Regions from separate parts of the Mus musculus genome. Here region 1 is linked to region 2. Evidence: chromatin contacts called from public HiChIP or PLAC-seq data. All regions are on one chromosome and are shown on one strand. Each heading gives the region's core, a stretch centred on a gene start, on an enhancer-like site or on the middle of the called end of the contact. The rest is flanking DNA. Distances are from core to core; before and after follow the strand shown. Region 1 holds the start of Ccr1l1 (chemokine (C-C motif) receptor 1-like 1). Region 2 overlaps Gm51701 (a long non-coding RNA gene).

Region 1 (4,850 bases), core at 151-2,650, 58 kb after region 2:
GTTTACTGTTTTTCAGTGAACTTGAGTTGTGAGAAGCTGGAATGGTCTCCTGCTTATAATTGTAGCTCACATGATTATGTATCAAGAGGCACATTTAAATGATTAAAAATTTCAAGTTGGAAGTTTGGCTGTAAGCAGCTGTGCAGTTCCAGCTGAGACTCAGACTCCCTCCATACAGTCTTCTCACCTTGCCCTATTCAGATAATCTTCACTTGGGGTAGTCATATGGCTTTTTCCCTCAACAGCCGGTATACATGAGGAAGCTTGAACAGACACTGTGAGCAAACAATCACTTGGAAGGAAATTCTCTAGGTGGATATAAGTAACAGAAAAGTATAAGTATGTAAACCTGTAGGAATAACAACCTATGGACTGTGACTCCTTTGGAGGTCAAATGACCCCTTCCACAGAGATCCCACATCAGATATCCTGCATATCAGATATTTACATCACAATTCATAACAGTAGAAAAATTACAGTTATTAAGTAACAATGAAAATAATTTTATGGTTGGGGGTCACGACAACATGAACTGTAATAAAGGATTGAAGCATTAGAAAGGACGAGAACCACTGCATTAGAGCATTTTAAAAACTATCAAGACAGGAAAAAAAGTTAGGTAGTGGTATTGAATGGGTGAAATAGGCTGGGATCATGCACAGAATGGAAGAGAGGGAATTAGATTGGCATAAAAGGCTGAGGAAGAAACCATAAATTCGCTGTATTTATTATCTGTGATCCCTTTCGTTACCTGTTTGCCTGTCTGGCCTCTAGTCCCTCAGAGTAACTTTGGGCAGGGTGCAGGCTGAGATCTACAATGACTTACCTAACAAAGAAAATAGATGAATAGGCATTGCTTATTACAGGTTTCTTTCTACTTTAATAGACACCCCTCCACTGTACACATATGTACACTATGCTGTATCTGCCCTGGCTGTGCCCACTGCAAAGCAGTGTTGAGTCTAGGACCAGTTCCTCCTTTTAAGTCTCTAGTTATAGCAAGATACACAAAGCAAACACAGGGGGGCAGAATCAGAGAGCTTATGAATATAGGAAGAGCACAGTACTGGCTCTCAGCTTTCAGTCTTTCTTTCCTGCGTTGTATGATGGCTCCCACTTGCAAAGGGCACAGAATAGAAGCATAGAGCAGCAAAGGTTTGAGCTTGTGGCTACTTATCAGAACAACACATTGTAGCCTGATTCTAGTGAGCAGCAGGGAGGAAAGAAGAGTCTGATAAAATGGTCCTTTGTACCCCAAGCTCAAGATTCAGACAGTCTAGTGTACGTACCTGAAAATTATCTGTGATATACCTGGATCCTGCTGTAGCTGGTGTCTGCTTCCCTTTATCTCAAGTATGTCACGTCTCTGAAGTGTGTGTGTCCTCCAGACATGAGCAATATGAATCAGACAAAGCCAGGAGCTAGTGTTAATCCAGGTGACGTTGTGGTTCAACAGTGTCATTGTCACCTGGGGGCTAGCTGGACATATGGGCTGCTGGGTCCAACCCCTCTCATGGGGAGGAGCTGTCTTAAGAATCTCACTAAGTGACCCTAAAAATTCCACCAGAGAACTCCTAAACCTGATAAACAGCTTCGGTGAAGTAGATGGATATAAAATTAACTCAAACAAGTCAATGGCCTTTCTCTACACAAAGAATAAACAGGCTGAGAAAGAAATTAGGGAAACAACACCCTGCTCAATAGTCACAAATAATATAAAATATCTCGGTGTGACTCTAACTAAGGAAGTGAAAGATCTGTATGACAAGAACTTCAAGTCCTTTAAGAAAGAAATTAAAGAAGATCTCAGAAGATGGAAAGATCTCCCATGCTCATGGATTGGCAGGATCAACATTGTAAAAATGGCTATCTTGCCAAAAGCAATCTACAGATTCAATGCAATCCCCATCAAAATTCCAACTCAATTCTTCAACGAATTAGAAGGAGCAATTTGCAAATTCATCTGGAATAACAAAAAACCTAGGATGGCAAAAACTCTTCTCAAGGATAAAAGAACCTCTGGTGGAATCACCATGCCTGACCTAAAGCTTTACTACAGAGCAATTGTGATAAAAACTGCATGGTACTGGTATAGAGACAGACAAGTAGACCAATGGAATAGAATTGAAGACCCAGAAATGAACCCACACACCTATGGTCACTTGATCTTTGACAAGGGAGCTAAAACCATCCAGTGGAAGAAAGACAGCATTTTCAACAAATGGTGCTGGCACAACTGGTTGTTATCATGTAGAAGATTGCGAATTGATCCATTCCTATCTCCTTGTACTAAGGTCAAATCTAAGTGGATCAAGGAACTTCACATAAAACCAGAGACACTGAAACTTATAGAGGAGAAAGTGGGGAAAAGCCTCGAAGATATGGGCACAGGGGAAAAATTCCTGAACAGAACAGCAATGGCTTGTGCTGTAAGATCGAGAATCGATAAATGGGACCTAATGAAACTCCAAAGTTTCTGCAAGGCAAAAGACACCGTCAATAAGACAAAAAGGCCACCAACAGATTGGGAAAGGATCTTTACCTATCCTAAATCAGATAGGGGACTAATATCCAACATATATAAAGAACTCAAGAAGGTGGACTCCAGAAAACCAAATAACCCCATTAAAAAATGGGGCTCAGAACTGAACAGAGAATTCTCACCTGAGGAATACCGAATGGCTGAGAAGCACCTGAAAAAATGTTCAACATCCTTAATCATCAGGGAAATGCAAATCAAAACAACCCTGAGATTCCACCTCACACCAGTCAGAATGGCTAAGATCAAAAATTCAGGTGACAGCAGATGCTGGCGTGGATGTGGAGAAAGATGAACACTCCTCCATTGTTGGTGGGATTGCAAGCTTGCACAACCACTCTGGAAATCAGTCTGGCGGTTCCTCAGAAAATTGGACATAGTACTACCGGAGGATCCAGCAATACCTCTCCTGGGCATATATCCAGAAGATGCCCCAACTGGTAAGAAGGACACATGCTCCACTATGTTCATAGCAGCCTTATTTATAATAGCCAGAAGCTGGAAAGAACCCAGATGCTCCTCAACAGAGGAATGGATACAGAAAATGTGGTGCATCTACACAATGGAGTACTACTCAGCTATTAAAAAGAATGAATTTATGAAATTCTTAGCCAAATGGATAGACCTGGAGGGCATCATCCTGAGTGAGGTAACCCAATCACAAAAGAACTCACACAATATGTACTCACTGATAAGTGGATATTAGTCCAAAACCTACGATACCCAAGATATAAGATACAATTTCCTAAACACATGAAACTCAAGAAAAATGAAGACTGAAGTGTGGACACTATGCCCCTCCTTAGAATTGGGAACAAAACACCCATGGAAGGAGTTACAAAGTTTGGAGCTGAAACGAAAGGATGGACCATGTAGAGACTGCCTTATCCAGGGATATACCCCATAATAAGCTTCCAAACGCTGACACCATTGCATACACTAGCAAGATTTTATTGAAAGGACCCAGATGTAGCTGTCTCTTGTGAGACTATGCCGGGGCCTAGCAAACACAGAAGTGGATGCTCACAGTCAGCTAATGGATGGATCACAGGGCCCCCAATGGAGGAGCTAGAGAAAGTAGCCAAGGAGCTAAAGGGATCTGCAACCCTATAGGTGGAACAACATTATGAACTAACCAGTACCCCGGAGCTCTTGACTCTAGCTGCATATGTATCAAAAGATGGCCTAGTCGGCCATCACTGGAAAGAGAGGCCCATTGGACACTCAAACTTTATATGCCCCGGTACAGGGCCAAAAAGTGGGAGTGGGTGGGTAGGGGAGTGGGGGTGGGTGGGTATGGGGGACTTTTGGTATAGCATTGGAAATGTAAATGAGCTAAATACCTAATAAAAAACGGAAAAGAAAAAAAAAAGAATCTCACTAAGTGCTTTGTTTTATGCTAGACATTGAGAACCTCATCAGACTTTTGCTCTTGAGTGATGCCAGTCAGAAACACAGACTGTCCTATAGGCTACTGAATGGAAGTTTGCACTTTCACCTGATTCCCTGTGGACTGGTCTACACACTGCTGTGCGAATGTATCATGGTCTAGTGAGACATAAGTCTGCATAGAGTTCAAGAGTCACCTAGGAGAGATGGCTGGAGTCAAAAATCACATTGTAAAGATGTATTTGCTCAGGGTCTAGTAAGACATGCTGGGGTCAGTCAGATGATCTGGGGGTAGGAGATGGCCACAGACTCTGAATAGGGTATCAGGTATAGCCAAGTATGAGTGTTTATTAATAATTTATTATTGGGTGGGATACCTAAGGATGGGCCCACTATGCTGTCCAGATAGATAGCCACTTCTAGGGCCTATTCTGAGAATTACTAGGGGCCACTGGAGTCCTGGAGTCAGTTCTGACTCCTGAGTAGTGTGTGTGTGTGTGTGGGGGGGGGGGGCGGGGGTTCATGCATGCAGGAAATGGCACGCCTCCCTTTTGCTGGCGAAAGTGGAACTAAAGTTTCCTGCCTCAGGGGATATTTGATTATATCTATGATGCAGTGGGTATATACTTTGTTCCAAAAATTATATTTATAGGAATTTATCTCCTTTTGTTTGTTTGTTTCTCAAGACAGGCTTTCCCTGTGTAACACCCTGGCTGTCCTGCAAGTTACTCAGCAGATCAGGTTAGACTCAAGCTCACAGAGATCTGTGTGCCTCTGCCTGTGCTGGAATCAAATGCTTGTACCACAACCACCTAGCTTCTAGGGATCTAGCTTACAAATTACAGGTTATAAGGAAGTGATGTTTGCTGGCAGTGTGTAAGCGTTGGGTAATTTTACTGGAAACACTATACAACCTTATATC
Region 2 (4,531 bases), core at 1,249-3,748:
GTGACTGTGTGAGGCAGGGGGATGACTGTGAGTGAGTATCTGAGGCAGGGGGATGACCTGGATTGAACGTGTGAGGCAGGGGTAGGACGCTGTATGACTGTGTGAGGCAGCGCATGAATGTGAGTGATTTTCTGAGGCAGAGGGATAACTGTGTTTGAGTCTCTGAGGCAGGGGAATGATGCTGATTGAATGCGAGAGGCAGGGGCATGAAAATGAGGCAGGGGATGAAGCTGAGTGAATGTATGAGGCAGGGGTTTAACTGTGAGTGAGTTTCTGAGGCAGGGGGATGACTGTTAGTGTGTTTCTGAGGCAGGGGGATGACCCTGAGTGAGTGTGTGAGGCAGGTGGATGGCACTGATTGTGTGTGTGAGGCAGGGGGATGACTGTGAGTGAATTTCTGAGGCAGGGGAATGACTGTGAGTGATTTTCTGAGGCAGGGGGATGACCATGAGTGAGTGTGTGTGAATAAAATAATAAAATAAATAAAATGCAAACACAACACCAGGGCAGGCGGCCCAGTGTGGGTGTCACAGCTGTTTTTGCTCTTTGGAGTCTTTTGTTTATTCCTGCAATTTCCGTTTTTCCCACCAGAGGGAGACTGTCGCTTTTTTAAAGGACAATTCCTTCCTTTTCGCATGTCAGGCACACAGCTCTGAGAGTTGTTGTACCTTGTTAGTCGGTTGATCTTAACTACAGTGTGTTTAAGTACAAACTACACACCAGGTTTTGAAGATAGTAGAATAAAAATGCAGACCGTCCTTTTAGTCTATATAATAAACTAGTTACATGTTAACATATGTTAGGTATGTTAAATATAGCATTAATTTAACTTATTCCCCACATCGACTCCCCTCCCCTCATCGCTCAGAGATTGAACCCTGGGCCTTGCGTATACTTGCAAATACTCTACCATCGAGTTACACCCTTTATCTATTTTAGATGTTTAACGACAGTGTGTCTAGAAAAGGATTTAAAAGTACATATGTGACTGATTTAATATTTCTATCAGATAGTGGCTCTTCCCAGTGTCAAACCCCAAAGTAACTCTGAAGACCATCAAGGATCCAAGGCATCCGTTTGAAGAGGAGCAGGTGGAGAGGAGACTGTGGTGGAGACCGGCCAGCAACACAACCCCACTTAACCCACAATGGGCTCTGGAGTTTTCTTTACTGACACCTTGCGTGTCATTTCTTCCTCTTTGGTGCTGGAATTCTCGGGTTCCACAGAAGGCTCCGGGCTTATATTATTTCACTTGATCAGCAAGGTTCACCATCCCAGGTCTCTCTTGACCTTGAAGACTGGCAGTGGGCTACTTAGAACTTTTGGCTTCCTTTTTTTGTTTGTTTGTTTTTTGTTTTTCGAGACAGGGTTTCTCTGTGTAGTCCTGGCTGTCCTGGAACTCACTCTGTAGACCAGGCTGGCCTCGAACTCAGAAATCCGCCTGCCTCTGCCTGGGTGCTGGGACCAAAGGCGTGCGTCACCACGCCCCGGCGATGTGGCTTTCTTTTCTAAAACCCTTTGACTCGCTCAATTCACTTGTGCCTGGGGATTATAGTGACTCTTAACGGAATGTGTTCAAGGATGAAAAGACAGAACCAGTAGGACTGGCTGGTTGTTACTCAGTAGCCATCACATTCTGCTTCCTCCCGAGAGCTCAAATAGCCTGTAGCCCCGCCTGTGCAGGGGTGATTGACATTCATATGACCAGTGAGTAACTGGATATCGTGTGCATTTCAAAAGCTCCCTTAGCACCTATTCAAGAGTAACCTCGCGAATCAACAACGGGGGACCTGTGAGGCAAGGTCAGAGTTGTAGGCAGTGATCCTCGGTGCGAGGCCGGCCCCACAGCCCTCGTTGGGCACAGCTGGCAGCACTGTAGCTGTGAGAGTCAGTGGTCATTTCACGTGTGGCGCCAGTGGAGGTCCAGTGGCACAGGGACTTGAGTCAATTATTTTGTTTAGGTGGAGAGAACCGTGCATGTGGAGGCAGATGTTTCCCCAAGCAAGGGAAAACAGAATCTGGGTCACTTCTGTTCTCAGAGATTGCCAGTGAGAGGAGCTGAGCTGGTGGCCCATCCATCTTGCTTGGGAATGGCTTCAGTGTCCCCCAACCTGACCTCTCTCATCTGCAGTCAATTGAAGAACTGGTGAACGATCAGCCTTTGCTCTGGGGTCCCACTGTGCGTCCTCTGTTGCTGTCTCTGAGCTTACTTTTCATTTGCATGATGAGCATATTACATATAAATAGTAAAAATCACCATGGGACATCAGGACTTAAACAGGAAGCATGTATTGTGTCATACAGTCTTGTGTGTTGGGAATTTGAGACATCTTAGTGGGGTCGTTTCACTACAGTCTCTCTCGGACGAGGGAGAACGTCTACTCCGTCATTAGGAGATTTGGCTGGAGGTGGGGCTTAATTGCTTTCAGGTGTTCATGCCTCCGGCTGCTCGCAGAGACCTCACTTCCTCATCTCACGAGTCTCTCCACTACTGCCTCAGAGTCCTGTGACATGACCGCAAGCAACAGCAATGCGTGACAGCAAGACAGTAAACTTCTTTCTATACTCTAAGGTCAGCCTGACTCAAGGAAATGACTACCAGGAAGTCTAAGCTACCGTGGACCATCATGAACGCTATGAACACAGTGGACTAATATCAGTTCTGTTCATTGAATCCCAATGTTTTTCATTTGTTTGTTTTGAGACAGGGTGTCCTAGGCTGGCTTCAAACCGCTACTGCTCCCTGAGTGCTGGAACTAAACCACATTTGGTTTGTGCAGTGCTGAGGATGGAACTCGGGGCTCTGCTGGTAATAGACAAGCACTCTACCAACCGAATTACATCAACAGTCCCATTGTGAGGCTTTGTGTACATACTCTGTGTTAGACTCCCCCCTCCCCCCACTATGACACATAGTGAAATGTGTTCTGAGAGGAACAAATTAAAGAGAGAATTTGTTTTGGGTCACAGTTTCAGATGCTTAGTTCCTGACCCTTTGCCGTGTTTCTAGATCTTCAGTGAGGTGGAACACCGTGGTGGCAGGAGTATACGGCAGATACTGTTCACCCCATAGTGGCCAGAAGTCAAAGAAGGAGACAGGAAGGACACAAAGGGGAAGGGGTAAAAGATACATCCTTCAGGGGCACACCCTAAACGACCTGCTTCTCTTATCTGGATCCCACTTCCTGTTTTGGCTGTCTCCTAAGAATGCTCTCATATTACGAATCTACCAAGGAAGGAGTCCAGGATCTGAAGGTTCCAATTCCTTCTCAAATGCCCATTGTCTCGACACCTAAGATTCTGTAGTGTCTGTTTGTGGAAGGCATTTCGTATTCAAACCTTAAAGCCACTGCAGAGCAAACCCACAGTCAGAGGGTGTGGTTGCTAAAAACAGCCGCTAAGGGGACTGCTGGAGCTGGGCTCTGAGGAGGAAGTACCACAAAGGGCTCAGGGACAGACAACTAAGAAGTTTCGAAGCTAGTGTCTTCTAGCTTTCTCTGCTGTTTCCATGTGAACAAATTACGATGACTTAGGAAATCTTTCCATCGCACTTGAGTGCACACCAAAGGCTGGTTTTGATAATTCGTTAGTGTTCTCTCTAAATTTCAGGCATTCTAGAAGGTGTGGTCCAAGACGGAGACTGACACGTATTAGCACGGAGCTCCGAGACTCCAAAGGGATTGAGTGCACTTTGTGACTGTCAACAGGTTCCATTATCAAGACTTTGCAAGACTCCATGTAATTTCTCAAATCTTGTATTGATTCCTTAAAATAGTCACACAGAGGAAGTTTTATGAATTTTTGATGTTTTTGTAATGATAAAGTACTTTTTAAAAATAGAAAATGGGGTTTCTTTTTTGTAGCCCTGGACATCTGGAACTTACTATGTATATCAGGCTAGAATATGCATAAAATTTGATTTTGAGTTTTTCCTGGTTAATTTTTGCATACTCCTCTATAGTAATGTACTGATTATCCCAGCTGTGTAGTAAATTACTCCACATAATAGATATAATAGCACCCATTCTATTCTAATTATGGTTTTATAGAATAGGATTCAGGAAAGCTGGGCTGTTCACCTGTGGGATTTCCCCCTCTTTTCTGTCCTTGCGTCCCCTTTCCTTTTCTTCCCTTCCTGCCCTTTCTTTCCTTCCTTCCTTCCTTCTTTCTTTCTTTCTCTCTCTCTCTCTCTCTCTCTTTCTCTCTTTCTCTTTCTCTCTTCCTGGCAAAAGCCTTACCATCTCCCTGCACAAGTATGCTCCTGCCAAGTTCATCCATCTGTGGGTTTTCTTACACGGTAACAGTAGAATGTCAACTGAATCATCATTATCTGCCAGCCAGAGTGAATTAGATGTCCAAATTGGCGTACTTCCAGGCTACCAGGGACCTTTGTCAGAAAGACTATCATTAAGAAAACAAATAACAACAGATGCTGGTGAAAAGGTGGGGGAAAGAGAGTTGTATACATTTTTAGTGGGAGTGTTATCATTAAGAAAACAGCAGATGACCCAGAGGCTCACCCACCATGAGC

What was found. HiChIP or PLAC-seq counts read pairs in DNA pulled down with a chosen protein or histone mark.
Region 1: an H3K27ac HiChIP or PLAC-seq map of microglia shows a contact between it and region 2, with 4 times the contacts expected there. The contact joins the promoter of Ccr1l1 here to the enhancer-like site in region 2. A contact is called at or near these places in 2 of 39 promoter capture datasets (the C10 cell line and the HPC-7 cell line), 3 of 15 datasets of contacts at CTCF or cohesin (CD8 T cells, large pre-B cells and pro-B cells), 9 of 484 Hi-C or Micro-C datasets (the Ba/F3 cell line, bone marrow-derived macrophages, cerebral cortex and 5 more), 15 of 115 datasets of contacts at active chromatin or transcription factors (the 230-238 cell line, CD8 T cells, DN3 thymocytes and 10 more) and 2 of 9 other capture datasets (bone marrow-derived macrophages and macrophages).

What each region holds. Positions count from the first base shown.
Region 1 is chr9:123,985,315-123,990,164 of GRCm38.p6, forward strand. Ccr1l1 (chemokine (C-C motif) receptor 1-like 1) reads right to left here and starts at 1,401. Exons shown (of 2, transcript NM_007718.4): 1 at 1,290-1,401.
Region 2 is chr9:123,925,738-123,930,268 of GRCm38.p6, forward strand. Gm51701 (a long non-coding RNA gene) reads left to right here. Exons shown (of 2, transcript XR_003948284.1): 2 at 1,010-2,969. Among named protein-coding and RNA genes, the nearest start is that of Gm51701, 2.9 kb to the left of the region's middle. Within about 2 kb of position 2,499, at least 175 of the 459 cell types and tissues checked have an H3K27ac peak or open chromatin away from gene starts, as enhancers often do. A contact at or near this core is called in the 230-238 cell line, the Ba/F3 cell line, CD8 T cells and 14 more, where this site is marked.